2 separate regions of the Mus musculus genome follow, and region 2 is linked to region 1. Evidence: chromatin contacts called from public Hi-C data. All regions are on one chromosome and are shown on one strand. Each heading gives the region's core, a stretch centred on a gene start, on an enhancer-like site or on the middle of the called end of the contact. The rest is flanking DNA. Distances are from core to core; before and after follow the strand shown.

Evidence for each region. A called contact is a pair of places that touch in the nucleus more often than the background predicts.
Region 2: a Hi-C map of bone marrow-derived macrophages shows a contact between it and region 1, with 37 read pairs. The contact joins two enhancer-like sites. A contact is called at or near these places in 7 of 39 promoter capture datasets (the C10 cell line, the HPC-7 cell line, cranial neural crest and 4 more), 4 of 15 datasets of contacts at CTCF or cohesin (the G1E-ER4 cell line, the NIH/3T3 cell line, embryonic stem cells and 1 more), 20 of 484 Hi-C or Micro-C datasets (the G1E-ER4 cell line, the HL-1 cell line, bone marrow-derived macrophages and 12 more), 30 of 115 datasets of contacts at active chromatin or transcription factors (the HPC-7 cell line, bone marrow-derived macrophages, cardiomyocytes and 18 more) and 3 of 9 other capture datasets (adipose tissue, liver and pancreatic islet).

What each region holds. Positions count from the first base shown.
Region 1 is chr17:87,328,815-87,335,463 of GRCm38.p6, reverse strand. Ttc7 (tetratricopeptide repeat domain 7) reads right to left here. Exons shown (of 20, transcript NM_028639.3): 9 at 6,004-6,141; 10 at 5,356-5,439; 11 at 1,093-1,197. Among named protein-coding and RNA genes, the nearest start is that of Gm52284, 25 kb to the right of the region's middle. Within about 2 kb of position 4,308, at least 89 of the 459 cell types and tissues checked have an H3K27ac peak or open chromatin away from gene starts, as enhancers often do. A contact at or near this core is called in bone marrow-derived macrophages, microglia and uterus, where this site is marked.
Region 2 is chr17:87,547,839-87,554,487 of GRCm38.p6, reverse strand. No RefSeq gene overlaps it. Among named protein-coding and RNA genes, the nearest start is that of Gm46587, 20 kb to the left of the region's middle. Within about 2 kb of position 3,732, at least 34 of the 459 cell types and tissues checked have an H3K27ac peak or open chromatin away from gene starts, as enhancers often do. A contact at or near this core is called in bone marrow-derived macrophages, microglia and uterus, where this site is marked.

The DNA of each region.
Region 1 (6,649 bases), core at 3,059-5,558:
AAGGGCCGCCTTTGGTGGCCTCACGGCTCCTCGGAGCTGGCAGCTCAGGGATCACATGTGCCCTCCGCAGCCCTGCTCCCAGAGACATGGGTATTTTAGGCTTCATCTAAGGGATGAACCCAAGGTTCCCTCTCAGCCCGGGATGAGGAGTCAGAGCTGGGCGTCGGGTGACTCAGTCCCCCACGCCTTCAGCTCCCAGCACCCTTGGCTGCAAGGATTCGGCCCGGGACTCTGCAGCCGGCACCCTTGCAGCCTGCAGCTGCACACCACCCACAGCAGAGTGGGCGCTTGCTTTGGATTCTAAATGCAGAGGAAAGAATGGGGGCTCCCTAGCCTGCTGGAGAGGATATGTGGGGGTACCAGATGACAGGTGTGAGGGATGATGAACTTGCTCTGTGTCACTCAGAGTATAGAGAACGGGCTCTCCCTCACACCAGGAAGCTGACTGGGACCAAAGGGAAGAATATCTGGACAGTTACAAGTCGGAGTGGCACTCTCTAGGGTCCAGTGTCCTGGGTCTGAGCCCATCAAAGACCTGGGCTCAGGACCCAAGGCCCTCTGTGTTCTCACTGCTTCAAGCTACTGACCTTTTGGGGATACTTTCAAGAGTCCCCCCAGTAAAGGCCATCAGCTGAGCAGACAGCAGGATCCAGGAAATTCTAGGGGTTCAGTAAGAACAAAGACGGAGCTACAAGGAGGCCATCTTTATTTTGTCTCAGGCTAGAGTTGACTTCGGCCCCTCCCTTCTTTATACTTATGAAGTCATCTGCAGCCTCTTTTCTGGTCTACCTCTAGGTGGGTCTAGGTAACTCTGAGGTCTTACCTGCCACCCCCATCCCTCCTACTTCCCATCTGTTTGACTCTCTGAAGATCACATTTCAAAGTTGAACCACAATCAGATACCAGTTGGGAAACTGGGGCTAGCTATGCTGTCAAGACAGAGGCTAGTGGGGCCTCCTGTCCCTACACAAAGGTGGCACCCTGTCTTCTACTACAAACACCCCCACATCATTCCCACTTGCTAGCGTCCTCCCCAGGAGGTCACCAAACCTGGGCTCTGCCCACCATACCCTCATCTCACGTGGCACTCACCCAATGCAGGGACCCAATGCAGACCTTGGCAGCCATCAGGGGTACCGTGGGGTCCGAGGGCTGCAACTTCATGCACTCACGCAGCAGCGACACGGCGTAGGCTGACTGCAGGGCAAGAGTAGGGAACACAATCACTGGTCACCCTAGGTCTCCACGTCTAGGGTGCCCTATGCCCTCGCGGGGGTAGTTCTCCCGACAGTCCTTGCTCTGTACCCCAGAAAGAGAGCCCAGTGGGAGGAGGCCCAGTGATGTTCACTGCAAATGAGTCCTCTGAGCCTTGCTTCCCTCCATTGGAGAATGGAGACCACGAAGCTCACCCTCAGGTGATATGACAACACCTAACATGATAACAGACAGAGAGGATTCACATGAGAAACAGAGATTTGAGAATAGACAGGGGCTCTAACCCTGTCCTCAGAGAAGAGAACCGGAAACAGGACTGGACAGATGGACAAAGGAAGGTGAGACAGTGTGTGTGGGGGGGGGGGGGTGGGGAGGAGGGTCAGGGAGACCTCCAGACAGGAAGCTGAGGCCCCTCAAGGCTCTAGGACTCAACCAGGATTTGCTGAGGAGAGTTGAGGAGGGTCAGAAAGGAAGGGTATCCAGGCCCAGACAGGTATGTCAACCACTCCAATTAGGAATGACAGATAATAAATACTCCATATTTTATCATGTTCCAGGCATTTTTCTAACTCAGGGGTTGGTTTTGTAATAACGTCAAGTTGGCACTCATTCACGCCTGTTAGTACAAACTGTGTGCCGCATGACACCACACTGGAGCAGAACGGACGAGACAGACAGGCTATTAACAGTCAGTTCAAACTGACTACCCCTTTACAGAGAGTTCGCTAACTTCTCCATGAGAGTGCTGGATCTTCACAATATCCCTACCAGACAGGCAGCACTACAACTGAGAAGAGAGCCAAGAAGCCAAGCAGCTGGCTCAAAGCCCGTAAGTGACCAAGGTTCGAACACAACCTGGGCCTAACTCTTAAACACTACCCTATGAGGGAGTGTGTGTGTGTGTCCAGTTTTGTGGTCTGGTACCCAGAACCTTATGCTTCCTGAATCTAACACATTCTGCAGGAGAGAACAGTAATTCTCCTGGCATGTAAGCTTCTAGTCACCCGTGACTCTCAGGTCTATGTGTGTAACTACAGCAATCACCACATTTTGGGTTCTACTGTGGGCTAAGCTCCTTTAACACAGCCCTCTTTTCCCCTAGGAACTCTGGGAGTGCCACTATGGAAAGGAGGGTTCTGGCAGGCTCATCTGCCTGCAGTAGGATGACTGGAATGTGTGTTTCCACCACCCCCGGGTTACCTCTAGGTTCCCCACCATCTATGGAAGAACTTTCTTCCAGCCGGTGTCGCAGTATTTCCTGGGGCTCTGACTGAGCTACGGTTTGCACCCATTCTGAGTGTGTTCTCCAAGAATGCACGTGCTGGAGGCTTCCTTCTTAGAGTGGTTAGTCCCAAGCTGGAGAACCACAAAGAGATGGGGGGTCTACTGGGGGATGCGTAACGGTCACTGTGTGTGCCCTAAAAGAACTGGACATTGTTCTCATAGTTCTTGCAAGGGGCTGGTATCAAATGAACACTTCAAGTTCCTCCCCATCTGGCTTCCTGTCTTGCTGTACAATTCCTCCTTGTTTCCACTCCTGGTATGTCATCTGCCTTGAGGTGGCCAGTGCTGGCACCCTGTCCCTGAGCTCCAAATCGATTGAGGCAAACAAGCTTCTAGTGCCACTAACTGTAGGCATATTCATCCGGGGCCTGCCCTGGACTCAGTACTGGGCTGCGGTGATGGAGTCCGGGGAGAGAGAGAGAGAGACAGACAGACAGACAGACAGACAGACGAGCCCTCCAGGAGATCACAGAAAGAGGGGTGACAGGGAAGAAAACAAATGTCAAAATCCCCCATCTTTCTAAGCTAGGACAAGCTCAAAGCCAGGACCAGAAAACAACGGGCACAACAGGAGTTCTCAGTGTGGACTACATTAGGGAAGACTGGTAGCTGCCAGGGTCCACCTCCTCGGAGATGCTCTCCCGGGAGTGACACGCTAAATTCCTCACCACTGTCCTTAAATCTACACACCCCAGCAAGCCTCAGGCTTCTCCTCAGCTCCTGACCTCTGCATCCTGGAAACAGGATTCTCTAGTCCTGACCCTCCACAGTCCACCCACTGCTTCCCACTCCACCCCATCCCTTCCCACCCCACCCCCATGCAGACTGAAAAACACTGCTATTTAAGGAGCCATCTGAGGACCCAGCAGTAGGAGCAGCAGGCTTCTTCTCCCCCCCCCCCCCATGCTGGTTACCTAGCAACACAGCCAATGAAACTGCCGCATGGAGACCAAGAGAGGGAGCGACCTAAATCATGCCACAGAACTCATCCGTTATTCCTATGGGGTGAAGCATGAGGCATATTTATATCTGCCCAGCCGTACCTTCTGGAAGGTACGGAACCTGGGTTCCTACCTTGGGCTCAGCAAAGGCAAGCTCTGGCCAGCCACTCCTTTGAGGTCTGCCAGGATAGTCAGGCAAATGGATTTGGCATGCAGGATTCTCAGGGCGGTGGGATTGGAGAATGCCTTCTACAACAGTCTCCCGTGCACTGGGTGCATGGGTGGGAGAAGACCAATGTCTGCAGCCTGTGTAGCCTCAGATATGAGGAACTGCTCACCACTCCAACTCCCCATGCCCACCTTGCTGGATCATGAATGAGCCAGAGTAGGTGATGGCTTCCCAGAGGCCGGAGTCTGGACCACTTTGGGTCCAGCTTCCCCATAAGGAGGAGAAAGATCCCACATTTGTGGGTCCTTTTCCTGAGGCTGGGGCCTCCAGGAACTCTCTCGAAATTGAAGCTTTCATGGATAGTTTTTTGTTCTTTTGTTTTGTGTTTGTTAGTTAGTTTGTTTGTTTTTAAAGGGGGTAGCTTAAAAAAAATCCACCTCCCCGGGAGCACTGCAGGACTCTAGGTTGTTCCTCATCTCCGCTATGCTAAGGCTAAAGGTGTTTCCTGTTTGGGGGAAAGCAGGAAGAAGCTGTCCCATGCTGCTGTGTATGCAGGATCCGCATCAGGTCCCGCCGCACCCCCCCTCCCCCCCAGCCTTCTGTTACTCCCTAGACAGGCTGGTTCCTTCAAGTCCTACATAGCTCTGTTTGCACTACGGTCGTTTGGCCCCTCCCACTCGGCTCACACTGCCCTCTGCCTGGAGTGCCCGCTGTCCTCCTCCTCTCCATTCATCTCGTGCTGCTTGCTCCTAGGGAGTGTCCCCCCAATCCTGCAGGGCCAGCCCTGTCTGTATTCGGATTTCTCCCGGAGTTCTGATAACTCCCTGCTGAGCAGAGCCAAGGTCGGTTGTGCTGTGACTTTGAGATGCTCTGGGAGGTGGGCCCTGTGATGGAGAAGGGCTGGGAAGAGCAGATACCCAGCAGAGGATGCCCGAGGAGCCTCCCCGCTGACTTTGGCTGTGCTCTGCAGACAGTCTGACAAGCCTGCAGCGCCTGAACCTCCTCCCTGCCAGGCCCTGGCCTGTCTTACTGAAGAGACCCAGGGCTGGCGGCAGCCCCCATCCGCGGAGGCGGTACTGGCACACTGGGAAGGCCTCCTCGGAGAGGCTGTGGGGCTAGAAATGGAATGTAGCGCAGATGGGCAGGGGGCGAGGGAATTCCCTCAGCCCCACAAAAGGGCTCTGGGTATTTACAGCTCTTGAAACAGTCTGTGAGCTCAGACCACCTTGTTTCCTGCATTCATAGCATCCTCAGACACATCTCCCTCAGCCCCCAGCTCCGGAAAGCCTCTCCTTTCATGTCTCTGCTTAAAATAGAGGCTTACATAAGCATCGTTCTGATCTGAGCAAAAATCAGGAATGCTGGAGCAGGTGCTGGGCAGATGGAGGGCGAATGCCTGCCTACCCTGGCTCTGGGCAGAGCTGGGCTCTTCTGCTGCCTCCACCCAGGCACCTCTTGCTACATCATCATCATCATTATCATCGACCCTCTTAGGCACGCTCCCGACTCCCAACTGCAAACACCCCGTGGCGGACCACAGGAAGAGAGAAACACCCACGCCCACACCTGCGCATGGGCACGCTCACCATCGCTAGCACGTGAACACAGCGCCTTCCCCATCCACCTCAGGGAGTCATCCCAATACTGGGCCACCAACGTCTCCAGCACCAAACTCTGAGACACCACCCCCAGGAGAGATCGGAGCAGGCGTCGGGCAAACCCCCGCCCCCACAGCCCCAGCCTTACCTTCCCACAAGCCACCATGGAGAGGGCCACTTGGTACCAAAGGTGAAATTCTCCAAAAGCACACTTCATGGCTCGCTCTAGGCACTGGGGAGGAACACGCAGTCAGCACTGCCCCACCAGCCGCCTGCTTGCCTCGTCCCTCACAGGCTAACCATGACCCGAGTCGCTGCCTTCAGAGGGCCGCAGGGCAGCCTGGGAATACAGGGACAATCCAGCCCCTGCACACAGGCACTGTGATGAGGCACGACAGTTGTCTCACCCTCTGTAGTCCTAGGTGCCCACCTCCATTCTACATGGATGGCTTCAGACAGCCATTTTGGATGTGCAAATGAAATAAGGCTTATGAAATAAAAAATAACTAGTGTTTATTATCACGGGGCACGGTAGTGATACCCGTGTAGCACGTGTATGTTTACACGTATCAACTTCTTCCTAACCACCATAAGGTAAGGTCTCTAATGACCCCCACTGCGCAGAAAGTGAACCGTGAAAGAGGCCAGGGTGGCTGATGTGGAGGTCACAGGGCTAGTGACAGGCAGGCCAGTCTGAGAGAAAAGGGCAAGTGGGGAAAGACCAACGGTCACCTCATGTGATTCTGTGAATGACTAAGTTCCCAGGAAGTGAGGTAGGCTGAGTGACTGACCCTACCTCTGATAGCATGACATACTGGCCTCGCCGGCCCAGCGTGATGCTCAGGAGGTCATAAATGGCTGAAGCATTCTGCAGGCTCACTTTCCGGTCCTCCGCCTGCTCTGGTGCCCGACTCAGTACCACGTCCCGAGTTGCCTGCAGGTGAAATGGAGTTTGGCGAAACACGGTGAGGGTTAAAAAAAAAAAATCCGATGGCCCTCACAGGGGCCCAACCTGGTAACCCCACTCACTCACTGTTGCATTTCACTGCTGCCACAGGCCCAGAAGCTGACCACACCCTCGGAAACGGCCTCCCCTGTTCCCGCAAAGCTCTCTCCAAAGACAAAATCCTTGGTCCAGGTGGGGGAGGGGATCATCCTAAAGCTTAAGGTCCTAGTGTTCATTTTGGAACTCGGTGAGTTCCAAACCGCGAGAGGCCGCGAGGGCAGTGCCATGGCCATGTTGCCTTTCGTGTGAGTGTATCCGTCAGCTGTTGGCATCCCGCAATCCCGCTTAGTTAGCATCACACGTGATAGCATCAGATCCTTTCTCTCCTTCTTCCAGGATTTACAGAGCAGGGACATCTGGGGTCTGAAGGGACTCTCATACATTCCTATAGCTGTGTTTAGCAAAGCTGAGATCTGGCCCCACACACCTGCTGGTA
Region 2 (6,649 bases), core at 2,483-4,982, 220 kb before region 1:
TAAACACTAGGGCAAAAAGGAAGTCACTTCACAGCAGACCAGTGGGCTTGACAGAACCACATCCATCATGGATGCCTTGACCATCATCCCCACACATCTGTCTAACCAGTGTCTAGCAGACACCCCTGCCCAGAACCTCCCCATCTTTGTTTTGATGCCTTTATTGATGGGATTCCATCGATGCTTAGACTCCTTTAGTGACCCTTTCTTTAAGAGCTCAGAAACCTTCTGTCTTAGTAGGAACCGTGACTAAGGCAGCAGGAGGGCAGAAGAGAGCACCTGGTGTCCCACCCTGGCTTCTACGTGTGCTCTCAGGGTCACGGGTTACCCTCACATGTGCACACAATACGTACCACACACACTTAGACACAATCCCATAGAGCAATGCTTCTTAACCTGTGGGTCTCCTTTGGCAAACCTCTCTCTCCAAAATGTTTACATTACGATTCATCACAGTAGCAAAGTTACTGTTGTGAAACAGCAATGAAAATAATGTTGTGGTTGGCGTCGCCGCAGCATGAGGGACTGTATCAAAGGGTCACAACACTGGGAAGGGTATCAATTTCTAAATTTCTGATGCAAATTAAGCAGCCACCAAACCCTCCTATAAAAATGTGGCCCACACCTTTAATGCCACCACTAGGGACATAGAGATAAGAAGAGGTCCAGGCTAGCCTGATCTACATAGTAAGTTCCTGGCTAGCCGGGACTACATCGTCTTCAATAATAATAACAGTAATATATAGTTTATGGCAACATATAGGAATAAGTAAATAATGCAATGTGTGACATGAGGATTTGTTGTTGTTTTGGTTTGTTTGTTTTCGAGACAGGGTTTCTCTGTGTAGCCCTGGCTGTCCTGGAACTCACTCTGTAGACCAGGCTGGCCTCGAACTCAGAAATCCGCCTGCCTCTGCCTCCCAAGTGCTGGGATTAAAGGCGTGCGCAGCCACTGCCCAGGGAGATGAGGATTTTTAAATCCATCAGGCGAGAAGGCAAACTGAGGATCTGAGCTCGGATCCTCGGGGATCCTGTACAGTGCAAGACTGCGAGGAGCTCTGAGCAACGTTCCGCGCTCACATGGACCCTTCCTGCAAATGCAAACACCAAGTGCCGGGGGCTCCTGCAAACACCAAGTGCCAGGGGCTCCTGCAAGCCCACCTTCTGTCTCCACAGCGCTCTTGCTTTCTGCTTTTTTTTCGTTCTTTTCTTTTAAATCTATAGGTGGGTAGAAGGAACATTATGTTCTCAACCATATCTTTTCTTTCAAATCTCATGCACACACTGGTCTATAGTTACCAGCCATACGTGGCTGACTCCTACAGTAATCGTCAGCGCTCTCCTCTGAGTTCCAGGCTGGGGTAGTTGGCTGCCTGTGTTCCGTCCAGTCCTGGAGTCCCCGAGCTTAACGAACACAAGTAGAAGCCTGCAGCTCTCCTGCTTAAAACTTCAGCTCTTTCATTCTTCCATCCCCAGGAAAGGGATGAAGCCAACTGAACCCTGTGGTGGGTCCCCCCACTCCCACCCCGTCCCCTGTCCTCCGCGCCAGTGGAGACCCTCTTGCTGGGACCCCAGAGTTAGTCTACTATTCTAAGCTGTGGATACTGGGGTTCCACAGGTGTACACAAAGCCTTCTCCAAGTTTCTCTCATCTGACTGAAAGCAGACACATCTGGGGATTGGGGTGTTCACGAACTCCTCTTCAGGGAAGCTTTTACTGTCAGGAAAGACACCAAGAGTAAATCTATGTAAATCCCTCTACAGGGAGTTTGATGGCTACTGAAGAAGCTTGGAAAATGCAGGAGTAATCACAAAGATGCTAACCCTAAAGATGCTAACCCTAAACATGCAGGAGTATCAATCGCAAAGTTTCTTATCTCACACTCATTTCCCTGGAAATTCATTTAATGGTGGCAACACAAACGTTCCACTGGCATGCCCTCTCCTTCCCTGGGACATTGGGTGCACAATTCTCCGACTTTTAAAATTATAATTAATTATTGATGTGTTTGGAAATTTTGCCTGCACATGTGTCTGTGCGCCATGCCTATGCCTGGTGCTAGCAGGGGCCATCACATTCTAAGAAACTGAGTATGTCATGTGAGTGCTGGGAATTGAACCCGGGTCTTCTGGAAGAACAGCCTGTGTTTTTAACCAGTAGCAGCACACGTCCCACCCCACCCCCACCCCTTTTAAACAGTATCTTACCATGTAGCCCAGGCTGAACTCAAATTCTTTTTTTTTCAAAAACATGCTTTTAAGCTGGGTGTGGTGGCACACTACTTTATTCCCAGCGTGTACGAGGCTGAGGCACATGGATCGCTGTGAGTTTAAGTACATAGCCTAGTCTGCTTAGGCAAGTTCTAGAATAGTCAGGGCTACATAATAAAGCCTTCAAAACGAAGGATATTTTAATGAAGTAGTAATTTTGTTTTTTTGACACCGAGTTTTACTGTGTAGCCCTGGAACCTGCTCTGTAGACCGGGCTGGCCTCAAACTCATAAGATCAATCTCAATCTGTCTCTGCCTCCTGGGTGCTGGGATCAAAGGCGTGCGCCACCACTGCCAAGATAGCTGCCGTTTTAAAAAAAGACATTAATTTTATTTTTATTTGTGTGAGGGTCTGCATGAGCATGCATGGTGCCCAGAGAAATCAGAAGACAGAGTCAGAGCCCCAGAACTGGAGTTACAGGCAGTTGTAAGCCATCATATAATTGTGGCAACAAAGCCCGGGTTCCCTGCAAAAGCAGTAGAGCTCTTGACTACGGAGCCCTCTCTCCAGGCCCTTTAGAATGTTGTTATTTAATCATATTTTATTTAGTGTGTAAGTGTGTGCATATATACATTTGCATGCATGCATGTGGGTGTGTGTGGGAGGATGGTATAATGTGAATCTTGAGGTCAGAGAACAATTTGCCAGAGCCTCTTCTACTTCGTAGGCCTGAGAGTTTGAACTCAGCTCATCGGGCTTGGTTACAAGGGCTTTTACTTGCTGGATTATCTCCCTGGCCTGGTCTTGAACACTCTTCTCCTGCCTCAATCTCTAAAGTGTTGAGATAACAGAAATGTGTTTAATATAATTCTCTAGCCATTTAGTCAGCTTCTTTCATAAACATTTTACAAAGTGTGCGTGTGTGTGTATGTGTGTGTGTGCGTGTGTGTGTGTGTGTGCATGTGTATGTGTGTGTGCGTGTGTTTATGTGTGTGTGCGTGTGTGCGCGCGTATGTGTGTGTGTGTGCGTGTGTGTGCGTGTGTGCGTGTGTGTATGTGTGTGTGCGTGTGTGTTCGTGTGTGTGTGTGTGTATGTGTGCGTGTGTGTGCGTATGTGTGTGTGTGTGCGTGCGTGTGTGCGCGCGCGTGTGTGTGTGTGTGTGTGTGTGTGCATGCATGTGTGTGTGTGTGCATGAACAATGCATGCGTGTGGAAGACAGAAGTGACTTTGTGACCTTACTTCCCTAGCCCTAGCTCTCTGTAGGATTGGTGGAATTTGACTCCAGTCCTTTGGTCTGCACTCCAGTGCTTTTCCTGGCTGAGCTGTCTAGCAGGCCATCCGTCTCGTGTAAGCTTTTGTAGACACATTAAATAACTTACTTTTCTTCCTGTTAATCTGACCTTTGTTGTTTTCGTTTGCAGGGGCTCAGGAGCAGAAAGTTTGGTGTCCCAACACTTCCTTATGCGTGTGTTCTGCTGTATCAGCTTCCTTGGCCACAGACCTCCTCCCCCCCAGAGCTCTTTTTTTTTCTTCCAAGAATGTTTTCCCTCCAGCTGACACTGACCACTCTGAATCACATTCGAGTTGGAGGCTCTGTCCCTCCAGCTGCTTTCCCACACTTTCCCTTTATAACACTTTTACACTAGCAATAAAAACGTGATCACTTGACTCATATGTTCTCCCCAGTAGTGAGCAAGCTTCTTCCTTGTCCCCTCCCCTTCTCTCCTCCCCTCCCCTCCCCCTCCCTCCCTCCCTTCCCTGCTCCCCTCCCCTTTCCCCTCCCCTCCCTATTTCCCTCCCTCCCCTCCCCTTCCCTCCCTCCTCTCCCTCCCCTCCCCTTCCCTCCTTCCCCTCCCCTCCCTCCCCTTCCCTTCTCTCCTCCCCTCCCCTTTCCCCTCCTGTTCCCTTCCCTCCTCACCTCCCCTTTCCCCTCCTCTCCTCCCCTTTCCCCTCCCCTTCCTCCCCTTCCCTCTTTCCTTCCCCTCCCATTTCCCCTCCCACCCCTTCCTTTCCCTCCTCTCCCCTTTCCTCATCCCTTTCCTCCTTTACCTTCCTTCCCCGCCCCCATTTGTTTTTAGAGTCTCACTGTGTAGGCCATGGTGGCCTTGGACTTCTATGCTGTCACAGCCATTCTAGAGTTAGAAGAATAGGTATGAGTCACCAAGCCCAGATCAGCTCTAAGAGTCTTGATGGCAAGGGTCCTGCTTGTATTTGCTTAACATTGTATTCTAAGTTCCTAGCATGAAGTAGGCTCATATGCACAAAATTACATGCTGAGGGACTAAGGGACTAATAACCCAGCAGTAAACTTGCCTAGAGGTGCGTAAGCCCTGAGCTCAGTCTCCAGCAAGAACATCAATCTGTGACTGTGTGATTCAGCATGCACACTGGGCAAATGCATGAACAGACGACAGGAGAAACTCTGCCTGTCATAGACTAGGACTGCTCCTCTCCCAACACCCAGTCAGCGCAGGTCTTTGAAGGCCTGTTACATAGCTGGGTCAAAGCAATCTCGAATAGCCAGTGTAGTGGGGGCCAGGCTGCTACTCTATCCGGGTAACTGTCCTGGGCTGGGATTAGATGACAGTTTACTTGAGAGGGGCTGACCCAGAAAACCATCCTGCAACATGCATGAGAGATCCCGATCAAGCCTAAAAATAGTTCTGTCACTGGGCAGGAAACCCTGAGTGAAGGTCCCACCTCTCTCCTTCACAATTCTGATGCTACACAGCCTTTTGCCCTTTTTACTGAACCAGAGAATTACAGAGAGGGCAGCTGTTTGCTGCCTAACAGCTGTACTATTTAGTTTTTTTTTTTTTTTTTTTTTTTTTTTACTTGCTTGCTTGTTTGTTTGAGATGGGGTCTCATGTAGCCCAGGCTGGCTTCAAATTTGTCGTATAGCTGAGTCTGGCCTTAAATTTCTGATCTCCTTCCTATTCATCACAAGTGCTGATACTATGAGTGTGATACCTCCACACTTTATCCATCCACCTATCTATCTATCTATCTATCTATCTATCTATCTATCTATCTATCATCTATCTACCTACTACCTATCATCTATCTATCTATCTATCTATCTATCTATCTATCTATCTATCTATCTATCTATCTATCTCATCTCTCCATCCATTCATCTACCTATCCATCTATCCATCCATCTATCATCCATCCATCCATCCATCCATCCATCCATCTATCTATGTAGTGGTGGAAATCAAATTTAGGGCCATGTACAGAGTAAGCAAGAGCTCCATTCACTGCCCAGTCCCCACATCCAGCCCACTCAGGGCCATAGCAATGGTTCCTTCAGGAGCTAAGAGGATGGCTCCCTAAGGCGAGGTGCTCTGACAGCCTCTAGGCCTTTGAACCTTTATAAGTTGTCCTGCATGCTACAACTCAGCCTTGGCGAGAGAGCCTCCATTTTGGTTTCTTCCATTTGCTAATTCTACCCTCACTGTATGCCCTACCCCTCCACCCCCACCCCCACCTCAATATCACAGGGGTGGGAATGGAAATGAAAACCAGACACTGCACTAGAGCTTGGAGAAACACTGTAGTGTGCTGTTGCCTGTTCTCCAGTCTCGTTCATGTCTTTAAGAATAAATTTCATCATCTCTATTTATGTACGTGTGGTCTGTGTGAACACATGGCACGCATGTGCACACATGTGGAGCAATCTGCAGAAGCCAGAGGAGAGAGAACATCAGATCCCATGAAGCCAGAGTTACTGGTGGTTGTGAATTGCCTGACATGAGTGCTGGGAATTGAACTCTGGTCCCCTGGAAGAGCAGCAAGCTCTTTTAACTATTGAGCCAAAGCTAACTGCCCATCTGTCAGCAGGGCTGACTAACTCATGGATTGGGAACTTCCTTTCCCCTACAGTCCTCACAGTCACCCAAAAACCATGTATCACCAACCTACACTGCGTGGACGAGTTTATCATTGCCCTCTCTCTGACCCTAACAGAAACTGAGTCCCTGGAAAGAGTCAGTCCACACTAGCATATGTTCAATAAATGGAGACACTGCTCACTTCTACTCCCTTCCAACCTCATGAACATTTATGGGAAGTTTGCTTTAATGACCAGGGTCAGGTGACAACTATGTAAAGACTTGGGAGGGGAAAACTCAGCCCTCCTCCCCAATGGCCTCCTCTTTCTTGAGATGTGTTGATATTTTAATCAGATTACAGCAGGTCCTGCTGACCACTGTGATGACCTTGCCTATCTGTTCCCCGATCTCTCAGTCACGGGATATCCAAGTCGCAGTCAAAAGCTGTTTCAGTCCCTTCACTCCTGAATGGTCAAGCAGGCTGTCCCTGCAACACCCAACCACAGACAACATAAACGACTAGCAACGTCTGAGGTGCTGGTGTGGCTCATGTCTGCAACCCCAGCACTCTGAGATAGGAAGATTGCCACAAGTTTGAGGCCAT